Linked DNA regions of Mus musculus: region 1 is linked to region 2. Evidence: chromatin contacts called from public HiChIP or PLAC-seq data. All regions are on one chromosome and are shown on one strand. Each heading gives the region's core, a stretch centred on a gene start, on an enhancer-like site or on the middle of the called end of the contact. The rest is flanking DNA. Distances are from core to core; before and after follow the strand shown. Region 1 overlaps Myzap (myocardial zonula adherens protein). Region 2 holds the start of Aldh1a2 (aldehyde dehydrogenase family 1, subfamily A2).

Region 1 (5,270 bases), core at 2,250-4,749, 300 kb before region 2:
TCCTGGAACTCACTCTGTAGACCAGGCTGGCCTCGAACTCAGAAATCCGCTTGCCTCTACCTCCCGAGTGCTGGGATTAAAGGCGTGTGCCACCACACCGGGCCTGATTATCTTTTTAAAGCTCATTGTATTTATACATTTATTCAGTAAATTATATCTTATATGTGTTACTCATCAAGTTTCAAGAATCCAGCCAAAATAATACATAGGGCCTTTATGGTTTTAAAATTGAGTCTATTGTTACCAAAAAATATGTAAAAGAACTTGTTTTTAAAAAAAATCAATTATGGAGCTGGAGAGACAGTTCGGCAGTTAAGAGCACTCGCTACTCTTGCAAGGACTTGGGTTTGGTTCCCAGCACCCATATCAGACAGTTCACGGCTGCCTATAACTTCAGCTCCAGGGGATCTTATACCCTCTGGAGGCCAGCAGAGGGTGCTGGACCCCCTGGATCCAGAAAGGAGCTGAGCCAGCAGCCTCATCCTCAGCTTTCTTGCCCCTTTGTCCTTCCTTTTCCCCGTGGGGCACATTTCCAACTCCTGGGCATCTAATCATTAGCTTATGCAATGTTTGGCTCCAGCTTTAAAAAAAAAAATCATGAGAAGTATACAGAATGCTAATTTTAATCCCAAGGAGCCCATTCTAGTTTATATGTTTGAGATTCTGACTTTTTCCACACCTATGAAATACTAATTATTCAGTTATAGAGGCATTTCCCACTAAATTAAATTAATGGACTTACTCATTTTATAGCTTAGTAAGGGAGTGTTAAAAGTTGACTTGCACCTTATTTATAATGCCAAAAAAATGTGATAAATATCTAACTGCCCATCGTATAAGACTGGTGAAATAAGTACTGTATATCCATACAATGGGATACTGTGATTCAGTTAACATAGTTTGTTGACACAGAAAGAAAAGTAGTAAATTTGGGGAGACATCTACAACACATTAGAGTGATTGGAGTGTGTGTGTGTGTGTGTGTGTGTACGAGCATCATGTGTGCTCGTACACACACATGCAAAGAGCTCATATGCAGGTCAGAAGTAAGATCTCTCCTTCCACCATGTGGGTCCTGGGGTTCAAACTCAGGTCATCAGCCTTGCTGCAGTCACCTTTATACACTGAGCCATCTTATTATCCCTACAATAAATTGTTGATTGAAAGAAGAAGATAATGCTATAGCATAACAAGCGTGTTATTTTCATTTATGCACAACTTGGTGTGCATGTGTGCACACATATGGAGAGCTTTGTATAATGATGGAATTGACATCAACTCTGTAAGTCACACCTTGTGATGGGAGTCAGTGCTATAGGCTTGATTTACTAAATCTACTTTCTTCTCAATTCTAGAATAATGAACTACAAAGCAGGTTGGACTATTTGACAGAAACCCAGCCCAAGACTGAAGTGGAAACAAGAGAAATTGGAGTGGGGTGTGATCTTCTTCCCAGGTATTTAGGAATTTCCTGTTTTTCCGACCAAAGAAAAAAAATCCTTCTTTGACTTAAGAAAAATATTTTCCTGGGCAGTGATGAACAGAATCGAATTCTTCCTATGAAAAATGCAGCTTTAAAGCTAAGTGGTGACTTCTGAGTAGGCGGAAGAATTGTGTGAGGTGAGGAGACAGTGAACAAGAAACAGAGGAAGCCATAGCTATCAGTTACTGCATGCCTTTGTTCATTCATTCATTCATTCATTCATTCTGCAAACTGTTCCAGAGAGCTAGGTTACAGAGAGAAACAAGACTTATTCCTGCCTGAGAGTAGAGTATGGAGGAGGCACCGGATATAGGATGGCATTAATAACCATATTAGAGGCTGTGCTGGGTACCTTAAAGGGGAACATCCAAATGAGGAACAAAAGTCATTTATTCCTTAGTACCATAGCTGAATAAGTTCAAACGTCTGGTTCGAATCTGGTCCATTATAATGATCTTAGACTGTGTGCTGGCTAGTTCTAGATCAACTTGACCCAAGCTAGTGTCATCTGAGGAGAGGGAGCCTCAGTTGAGAAAATGCCTTTAGAAGATCTGGTGATAGGCAAGCCCATAGGGCATTCTCTTAATTAGAGATTGATGGGGATAGGGGGAACCCAGCCGATTATGGGTGGGGCCATCCCTGGGTTTATGGTCTTGGGTTCTGTAAGGAAGCAGACTGAGCAAGCCAGAGAGAGCAAGCCAGTAAGCAGCACTCTTCCACAGCCTCTGTGTTAGCTCCTTCCTCCAGATTCTTGACCTGTTTGAGTTCCCGTCCTGACTTCTTTTAATGATCAACCTTGCTATAGAAATGTAAGCCAAATAAACCCTTTCCTGTCTAAGTTGCTTTGGTCAACTGCAAATGATAACTCTAAGACAGACTATAACCCTGCCTTTGACCACCAGCTTCTTACTAGGCTGACCTATTGTTCATTGTTCAGCTTCCCACACAGAGGTCTGTGTCCTGTGAAAGCTGAACCTGTGATTTAGTGTCCTGTCTCTAATCGGAGCAAACTTGCCATGGCTAGATGCTCAACTGTGCTCAGCCCAGGGGATGCTAAATAATAACTTAATGACCTGTGGCTTGTGATTAAGGTCTTCAAAGTCATGAAGTGAGAACAAGAAAGGACTCTTGTTATAGGTGTATGCACTTGTGTGTTGTACTGTGTTAGGCAACAGTCGTCCAGAAAATATGTCAGATCCTGGGACCTTTCATAGTAACATCTGGTGGGAAGGAGTAACCAGCTGATTGCCCAGCTGGGATGTGGAATGCCTGGGTCTGGTGCTGTTAATCACCTGTAGCCTGGCGTCTAGGAGTTCTTTCTATGCTGAGGCCTTGGCCTCCCCATCTGAGAAGTCAGTGGCTTTACCAAGTCTCATAATGTGATACGGTGAGACCTCATTTTTCTACTTTCAAATCTGTGACTGATGGGTTCTTATTGATTAAATCCAGCCATTTGCTGCCGTCTGAGGAACTCACCAGCAGCATTGTTGAACTTTCTCTGTCAGTTTTCTGATGTCCAGGTAAACAGGCAGTTATACCATTCTAACAGAATTAACAGAAAATGCTTTTTTCAAAAAAAGGTAAGAATGCATAAAGTAGATTCAACATCTCCAACATAAGACACAATTTACTTGATGAAAATATAAGCAAAAGAATGACTGATTGTGTGGGGACCCTTTTGAAATATGAGTAATTTGGCCATTTCCCTCTTTCTCAGGCTTTTCAGAAACCAAGTGTCTCAGCTCATTCTGTTTCCCCACATCGTAAATCTTGTTTGGCCAAGACGGGCACAAAACCATGTCTGAAACCAATAAATTGTTTGTTTTCTGATTCCCACATTTTGGCTTAAAACAAGCTTTTCAATTTGTACACCCAAGGATAGCCGGAGGCAAACTTTTATGGCTACGTTATGAAACCACAAAACAGTTTTCATAATGGAAGTGCTGACAGAGCCTTAACTTATGGCCGCAGTGAACCTGGAAGGCATGTCAGAATCGAAAGGCAGCTTTTCCATAAATGTAGCATTTGGGTTTCCCTCAGGATCCATTGTGGCGGTTTAACTGCTTAGGTCAGTCAGCGGAGGAAATGAAAGCTACATAACCACATTTCCGAAAGGGCAGAATAATATTTCACCCGTTTCCTCTCAAATATTTATGAAGTGCCTACTATGTGAAAAGCACCCCCAGGTCATACGGGTGAGCAGAGAGGAGCTTCTGCACTATCCCGAGGCAGGGTTTCCACTGGGCTTCTTACAAAGACTTTGCCCTGTTGTGGGGGGTTTCTGGGGAGATGTGGAGGATGGTGGGGGAGGAGGATTATTGAGGTACTCTCTGGGGAGCATCTTCCCTCCCCACAGCCTTCTTAGCTCCAACTAAACTAAGCCAGCACTTAATTTTGAATGTTGGACTCTAAGTAAGACTGGCTTAAATAGAAGCCTGTGGGCAAAACCAGATTGGAACCCCACAGTCGACATGAATTTCTACGTTTCAAAGGAAGCAAATCTGAGGCCCAGAGAAAATCAACAACTCTCTTTTCTGGAAGCCGCACAGCCAGGGGGAGACCGAGTTTCTATGGCTGGGTACTGCCATTTGTACCTGAAAGTGACTCAGAAAGTTGAGGGCGGCTGGGCTGGTGAGATGGTGCAGTGGGTGAAGCTGCTTGCCTCTAACCCAAGGACATGAGTTTGATCCCTGAGACTCACATTGCGGAAGGAGCCTATGACCTCCGTGTGTACACCTTGGCACCCCACATGCCCATACACACAAGGGAGGGAAGGGAAAAAGCACAAGGTTGCCAGGCTGTGGTAGGTGCGTCCTGAGAAAAGTCTTTTTCTTATGTGGGCTTCGAACTTAGACCTAGAAAGGAAAATCTTCCATGAGATCTTCCAGAATATTTTTATATTTAAGTTGTTTTTAATTATTTTTGTTTCACTTATTTCCTTATTTTACTTACATATTGGTTTCATTAAGACAGGTGATCATGTATGCCCTGCTGGTTTTGAGTTCACTGTGTAGCTGAGGATTCCTGATCCTGCTGTCTCTGCCTTCCAAGTGCTAGGGCCCTGGGTGTGAGCCACACACCCGGCTCAGAATGGTTTGTTTTGTTTTCTGTTTTTTGTTTTTTTTTTTAAATACAGCCTCCTCCACAATGTTTTTGCTCAGAACATATTGAATTTAGCCTCAGTGACACAGAAGTAGTCTGTTCGTTCTCCTGCCACAAAGAGCTCAGCTGTATAGCACAGAGGAGCAGTTAGGGCGCCTGAAAGCCCTGCCCTGCCCTGCCAGCCACTAGCTGACCTCTGCCTTGGGCAGGTTGAAGCTTGGACACATTCATCCTCAAAATGGGAAAGGGGATGATAGACATGAACTGTCATGTGTGTTGTGTGAGGATTAGATGAAAAGACGAGCAGGTACCCTTAGTAAACCATAGCCAGTAGGGGGTTGGAGGGATGGCTCAGCAGTTCAGAGCACTTACTGCTCTGGCAGAGGCTGGGTCCTAGCACCCATGTTGGGTGTGGCTCACAACCACCTCTCACTGCAGTTCTAACCAACCCCATCCAGCCTCGGCAACTACTGCATTCATGTGTACAAACTCCGATACAAATGCAAATACAGATTTTTTTTAAAAATAGACATTATTACATTTAACTAAACCCCAAGTCTGGTTTTTAGATGTAAAACACACTGTATCCAATATAAAAGAGTTTGGGTTTACTAAGATGGTTTTGTCAACTTTTATAGGTAGTTATCAAATGACTGGTAGCCTGGTCAGATAGATATACAGTGCT
Region 2 (6,094 bases), core at 87-2,586:
CGCGATGGAACACTTATCAGCTGTATCGTGTGCGCGCGCTGCAGTTAACTGGCGAGAGTTTGCGGTAGGAATGAAAATCAAATTAAAAAAAAAAATTCTAAAATGAACTCTCAAGAAGTGTGGCTTTAAAGGCTACAGTCGCCTTTTTGCTATAACATTCAATCCCTTTGTGTATGTATTTCACAAATTTCCCCCGTGGATTTTTTTTCCCTGAGAACGGTGGAGTGGTAGGGGATCAAGTCACATGGGGCAGCAGGCGTGTATTGCTTTTTAATGCAGTTTAACAACAATAATTCGTGCTTGACAAACTAAGATGTCAGAATTCGTTAGGAAAAAAATCATTAGGCTTATCAGTGCAAAAGTGAGCTCGCTAATTTATGTGACTTGAGTTATTTTCCCTTTTTCTAAAATGTCCATTGCCTACAAAATCCCGAGGAAATCCTGGCATAGACCTACTGCGTCTCGGCCAGGTCCCCGCGAAGTCTGTGGGACTCCGGTCCTGACAACCCTTCAGCGACTCCGCTCTGAGGGAAGATAAGCCCGCGCGGCCGCGCACCTCCGGACCCGAGGGACCGCGGGGCGACACCGGACCGCAATGCCACCCTGGCGGTGAACCCCACTCTGCTCTGAGACCGAGGGACAGGGAGAACTGCACCCCGGTGGGCTCTGAGGAAACCCAGGGGAACACCCTCCTCAAGCCAGAGCCCGGACTGCTCTGAGGAGACCTGGGGGACCCCAGAGCCAAACTCCATTTGCTCTGATAAAACTTGGGGGCTCGCACAACCGGACTCCGGTCTGCCCTGAGCTCTAAGGGACCCCAGAACTAAGCCTCGTTCTGCCCTAGGGACATCTAGGACCGGACCCTAGCCGGCTCTAAAGAGTCATAGGGGACTCCAGAACCAGACCCAGGTCTGCTCTGGGAAATCCCACCTCCCCAGGCAGTCCCGAGGTCGTCACCACCGTCCGCCGCCGCTGGCGATCCCCGCGCTGCCTTCTGTTTGGGACCGGTTCTCCCAAGACGCTCCCTAAACCGGGGCGGGACTTGAGAAGCCCGCATCGCGGTCCCCGCGGAGGCGCGGAGATGACAGGCGACCTCCGGGCCCCCGGCCTCTGAAGGGATCCAGAGGATGCTTCCAGAAAGCGTCCGCCGGACGGCTTTACCTTGGTGTACTTGATCTCGAGGTTGGGCGTGGGCGACGGCAGGAGCTGCAGCGAGGCCATGAGCGCGGCGGGGTCGGCCTTCACCTCGCCCGGCATGGCGATCTCGCTGGAAGTCATGGGCGGCCACGGGTGGGTGTGCGCGGGGCGCTGCGCGGCCGGGGCGCGCTCGCTGTATATAGGCAGGTGTCAAGCGGGGGGCGCTTCTTATTGGACGTGCGGCCCACAGGCGCGGGGGGCCGGCCCAGGAGGACATTTGCATACGGCCGCGCGCGGCGCCCGCACGGTCAAGTCCGCGGCCCACGCTCCCGCGGGCGCGCCCGGGGGGGCCTCGACGGCCGGAGCGCAGCCTCGGCGGGACCGCGCTGGCCGATGGCAGCCCCGCGAGCCTTAGCGCTGGTCGGCCGGGAGGAGAGGCGCCCGAGCCGCGGCCCCGCCGAGCCCCGCGCCCTTCCTAACACTCGCTCTTCTCCTCCCCCGGGGTCCCGAGCAGCCCGAAAGAGCTTTCGCTCAGCCTTCCGCGTGGCGCGAGGGGCGCGTGGCCGCTGGGTGGGGTGATAGATGCTCCCCACACTCCCAAGGAGAACCTTCTGGAACCGCCGACGCCGCGCTGGCCCCCACCAGGCTTCTCAGCCCAACTGCTGCCCTCTGCCGGCCCCGCGGCCTAGTTGTGCCTGAGGCCGTGGGCTTCATCTGCCTTGGGTTGCCTGGATATTCCAGGTCTTGATGGTCTCCTTCCAGCCCTTTCCTTTCCTCTTCCCATCCACACCGGGAAACACTTGGGATTTTCTGTTGCTCTTCCTGTCAGAATCTCCGGGTTGAGCTTCCATCTCCATCCCTTCTCGTCTTACAAGCAGCCTTATAGTTGAGTAAAGATGGGCGCTGATCAGGAATCAGTAGCCTAGACAGTTCACTCCAGATAGCGTGGGAGAATCATTGGACCAATATCACGAGCCCATATAGATAGCTCTTTATAGGGCTTTCTGCCTCTATCCCCATGAAAATCCCACAGCCTTATCCAACCTGACTCTTCCTGTTTTTCTATGGAAGACTCTCAACTCCCAAGCAACTGCTTCGCTCTTGCTCAATCATTTCTTTGCATGTTGTTCACTACAAAACACTTACTTTAGATGTGTTCATTAACTAAAATTCCGTAAATGATTGGTGCTTAGATTCTGTGCAGACAGAATGCTGTTGTCTTAATTGAATTTGTGAGACAAGTTCCAGGCTCCGAGAACTCTTTATAGGGTATCTGCCTAAAGTGACCGAGCAAGCACTACGTCGTCGTCCTAGAGCAACAATACAGCCTAATTTAGGCAGTTGAAAAATTCCTATTCACAGGGAACGTTTATGGCCAAAGAGTGTGTCTTAATAACCGAATATACTCCTAAGAATCGCCTTTATTTAAGCTGTAGAAGACTGAGAAAGAATAAGAAGAATGGTGGGGAGGTAGCTCTGTAGGTAGAGTGCTTGCCTAGAACGCTGGGTTTAGTTGCCAGCACCACCTTGAACTGGGGTAGAGATGCATGCCTGTAATTCCCAGCATCCCACTGGATGGAGGCAAGAGGATTAGAAGTTCAAGTTCATCCTCTCTTACAGGAGAGAAGGAGCGAGGGAGGAAGAGAGGGGGGAAGGGGAAGGGGGTACAGAGGAGGAACGGAGGGAGGGACAGAGGAAGGGAGGGAAGAGGGAGGGAGGGAAGGAAGGAAGGAGGGAGGGAGGGAAGGAGGGAAGGAGAGAGAGGGAAGGAGTCTGTTGGGGAGGAGGATGATCTCAGGGTTTGGTGAAGGAAGAGCAAACACCCCAGCAAAAAAAATAGTTTTTGGTGCTGTTCTTTGTTTTGGTTTATTGTCGAAGTTGTTGTTTGAGGTGTTTTGTTGTTGTTCATTTGTTTTGTTCAAAGGTGTTTTCCCCATCTTCCAAGCAGGGCACCATGCTGGAGGTCACTTTAAGACAAGATGAAGAGCCTTGCTCCTGGGTAAGCTCACCACCTTTCCTGTAGATCTATAGATAACTGTCTGTAAGAGGGACAGCTCTCAAAAGTGGAGCAAAGACAAGACCTTGGTGCTCCACCTAAGTGGGAGGCCGGGTATCTAGGGAAGCTGACCTTTTGCCCTGCTTGTGGCTAGGGAAGTGAAACTTCACTGGTAGAGGTGGGAGCACTGCTGCCTCCGCAGAGGCTGCTGCAGCAGCAGCAGCTGAACAGAACTGTTTGGGAATGTTTCAGGGAGCATCGGCTGCAGCTGGAAGAGCAGCAAACGAGGCTGGTAAGTCAGTTAACTCCAGGTTGTGGGAACCTTAATGCTTCTGGGGAACTTAATGATGGAAGTACCGAAAAGCCATTAGAAGTCTTTGAGGAAGAAAGAAAAGGGGGAATCTTGTGGGCCGGATGGCTGAAAATGGTCTGGAAGGAGTGTCTGAAAGCATAAGCCAGAATTTGCACTTTTGACCCAACTCTTCCATTTCTTATTTGCTACCTGCAATTGGAAAGGCCAGTCAGTATGTGGATCACAGGATTTATCAACGCTTGATGCAGATAAACTGAGTTCTATCTTGGAAGGTAAGGGAGTGTGTCTTGACTTAGCATCTCTGGTCATCTCCTAGGTCGTGCTCAATGACAGCTGGTTTGAATTGTTCCCTCATGGCCCCTTTCCCTTAACACTTTGTAATTAGACAGTGAAGTGATCAACACAGGACCAGAGTCTTCTATTTCCCATCTGCCTTCCTCGGGTCCAAAAACAACATGAGGCACTAAATTAAAGCATTCCTATTGGCTGATATGAGCGAAAGTACTGTAGCTGTCTACTCCCACCAGTAGACGAAACTTCCTTACCTTCTCTGGGTACAGAGCACATTTTCTCTGTAAGTTCTGTTACTTGTCCCATCTTTTACTATGCATGTTTACATTGAAGCATTTGCACAAATGCTTTCCTTCCTGTATTTAGACTGGAAACCCCTCCAAATCTTTTTTTTCTTTTTAGATTTTTTTTTATTATTTATTATATGTAAGTACACTGTAGCTGTCTTCAGACACTCCAGAAGAGGGAGTCAGATCTCGTTACGGATGGTTGTGAGCCACCATGTGGTTGCTGGGATTTGAACTCAGGACCTTCGGAAGAGCAGTCGGGTGTTCTTACCTGCTGAGCCATCTCACCAGCCCACCCCTCCAAATCTTACACTCAAGATTATAGCCTCCTTTGGACTAACAGCTTCACTTCAAGGTGGGAACAAAATTTAGCAGGGAACAGAATATTGTAGCCATGATACTTCTTTAGTCTACTTGTTGTAGACCCCCAGGATGTATGTTCCTCCATGTTCCCTCCTCTCCATATCTCTCCTCAATGTTTTCTTTCTTTTTTCCTTTTTCTTTATCATCTTGTTTTGCCAGTCTCTTTTCCTCTATAATTTTGGGAAACTGTCTTCCTATTGCTAAGTTTTTGGTCTTTGCCGCTGATTTGGTTAAACATATTTTTTCCCACCCTTACAACATTTCTCCTCCCAACCTCCCCAATCTGTAATTATTTATTGTTTAGGATACATCTCATCTGAAAACTCCTGCACCAGGTAACCTAAGCTACAGAATGCTGTTTCCTTGTGAAAACAATTTATTAGGCCCCGTGGAACCAATATCCTGGAGTTGTAGAGGAGAAAAATAAATTCTTGCCTCATATTTCCTCACCTGAAACATGGAACGCAACGTTGTAATTTCGAGGCCTGGGTTTTATGTGAAGGTCGTCTTTAAGGGATACAGCCATAACAATTTGGGCTGCATAGCAGACGCTTTTAAGACTATGCAAGTATTTATTAAGAAGTGTGCTTTCTAAATCAACAAAGGAACTGAGTGGGACCTAAAGATTCCTCTCCAGGAAGGTACCTTTGTCTCAATGATAGCTGGGACATCGAGCCTCTATGTTCTGGAAGAGTCTCTGTGTCAGATGGCCGGCTTAATGGCCTTCCCATTTCCATCACTAACCATGTTGACAGCCTACCTTTTCCAACTGATATGCTGGCATTGTAATTTATCTTCAAAAAAATAAATCACATGTTATAGCCTTTCTATCATCTGGGTTAATCGAATCAGTTCCTTAAATGTCTTTAAGTCTAATGATTTGAAAGAGGCACATTGTTTGAAATATTAAAAAAAAAAAAATCAGGGCTCTTGGGTTGTATGCAGAATGATCTCAGAGCTCATTTCAAACCTAAGTGTCTCCTAATGGTCTCATCCATCTCCAGTGGGATGGGCCTGGCCACTTTATTTAAAATGTTTCCTGAAAACTCTAACGGACAAGCTTAACACAGAGTATATTTAGAGTGAAATACATTTTATTCATTAACAAGAGCTTTTATAAAGAGCTTTACCTATTTTTATCCAGAAATGTTTAATGAAGTATTTTGGACCTATTATGAAAATTCTATAAAACAAATGCACTTATTTAACATCAATATTAACTTTTTTATTGGCCATCTAAACACCCATTTAATTAGCTCTTCCTCCTAATGCCCAGAAGAGGCTGAGATTGGACCATTTATTAGCTATAAAAATTCTCTAGATATTAACTCCCTCGTTCCTTACTGTGGCCTCTGGTCACTGTATTCCATGGAAAGGATGATCTTCGGCTGCAGAACGTGGGTGACTAGCTGGTTATGACTTCAATACAGAGCACAATACTTTCCTTTTGAAAAGGGTCCTCCATGTTTGGGGGACTCCAGGAGATGATTTTAAAAGTGGGTTTTGTAATACCCATTTCTACTTCATATACACATGACAGTGAGTCATCAAGGTATACAGTTGAGCTTTGTGTTTTATCAGTAACCACCCTTTAAAAGAGGGAAGAAATGAAGATCCCAGCAGGCAATCTTTTCTGCCAGGCCTGAGGAAAATGGCATCAGCGCCCTCTGCAGCTGATGGTGTGTATGTGCAGGTGAATAAGAGTTT

What was found. HiChIP or PLAC-seq counts read pairs in DNA pulled down with a chosen protein or histone mark.
Region 1: a contact with region 2 is called in an H3K4me3 HiChIP or PLAC-seq map of embryonic limb bud, with 5 times the contacts expected there. The contact joins the enhancer-like site here to the promoter of Aldh1a2 in region 2. A contact is called at or near these places in 8 of 39 promoter capture datasets (the 3T3-L1 cell line, embryonic stem cells, frontonasal cranial neural crest and 2 more), 2 of 15 datasets of contacts at CTCF or cohesin (embryonic stem cells and stem cell-derived epiblast-like cells), 18 of 484 Hi-C or Micro-C datasets (the C2C12 cell line, the HL-1 cell line, embryonic fibroblasts and 5 more), 10 of 115 datasets of contacts at active chromatin or transcription factors (acute myeloid leukemia, craniofacial prominence, differentiating embryonic stem cells and 5 more) and 1 of 9 other capture datasets (embryonic stem cells).

Annotation. Positions count from the first base shown.
Region 1 is chr9:71,511,255-71,516,524 of GRCm38.p6, reverse strand. Myzap (myocardial zonula adherens protein) reads left to right here. Exons shown (of 13, transcript NM_001033208.4): 12 at 1,356-1,456. Among named protein-coding and RNA genes, the nearest start is that of Polr2m, 28 kb to the right of the region's middle. Within about 2 kb of position 3,499, at least 2 of the 459 cell types and tissues checked have an H3K27ac peak or open chromatin away from gene starts, as enhancers often do. A contact at or near this core is called in embryonic limb bud, where this site is marked.
Region 2 is chr9:71,211,031-71,217,124 of GRCm38.p6, reverse strand. Aldh1a2 (aldehyde dehydrogenase family 1, subfamily A2) reads right to left here and starts at 1,336. Exons shown (of 14, transcript NM_009022.4): 1 at 1,162-1,336. The coding sequence starts at 1,278. It overlaps Gm3458 (predicted gene 3458), which reads left to right and starts at 1,739. Exons shown (of 4, transcript NR_110518.1): 1 at 1,739-1,878; 2 at 3,086-3,136; 3 at 3,386-3,425; 4 at 4,692-5,212.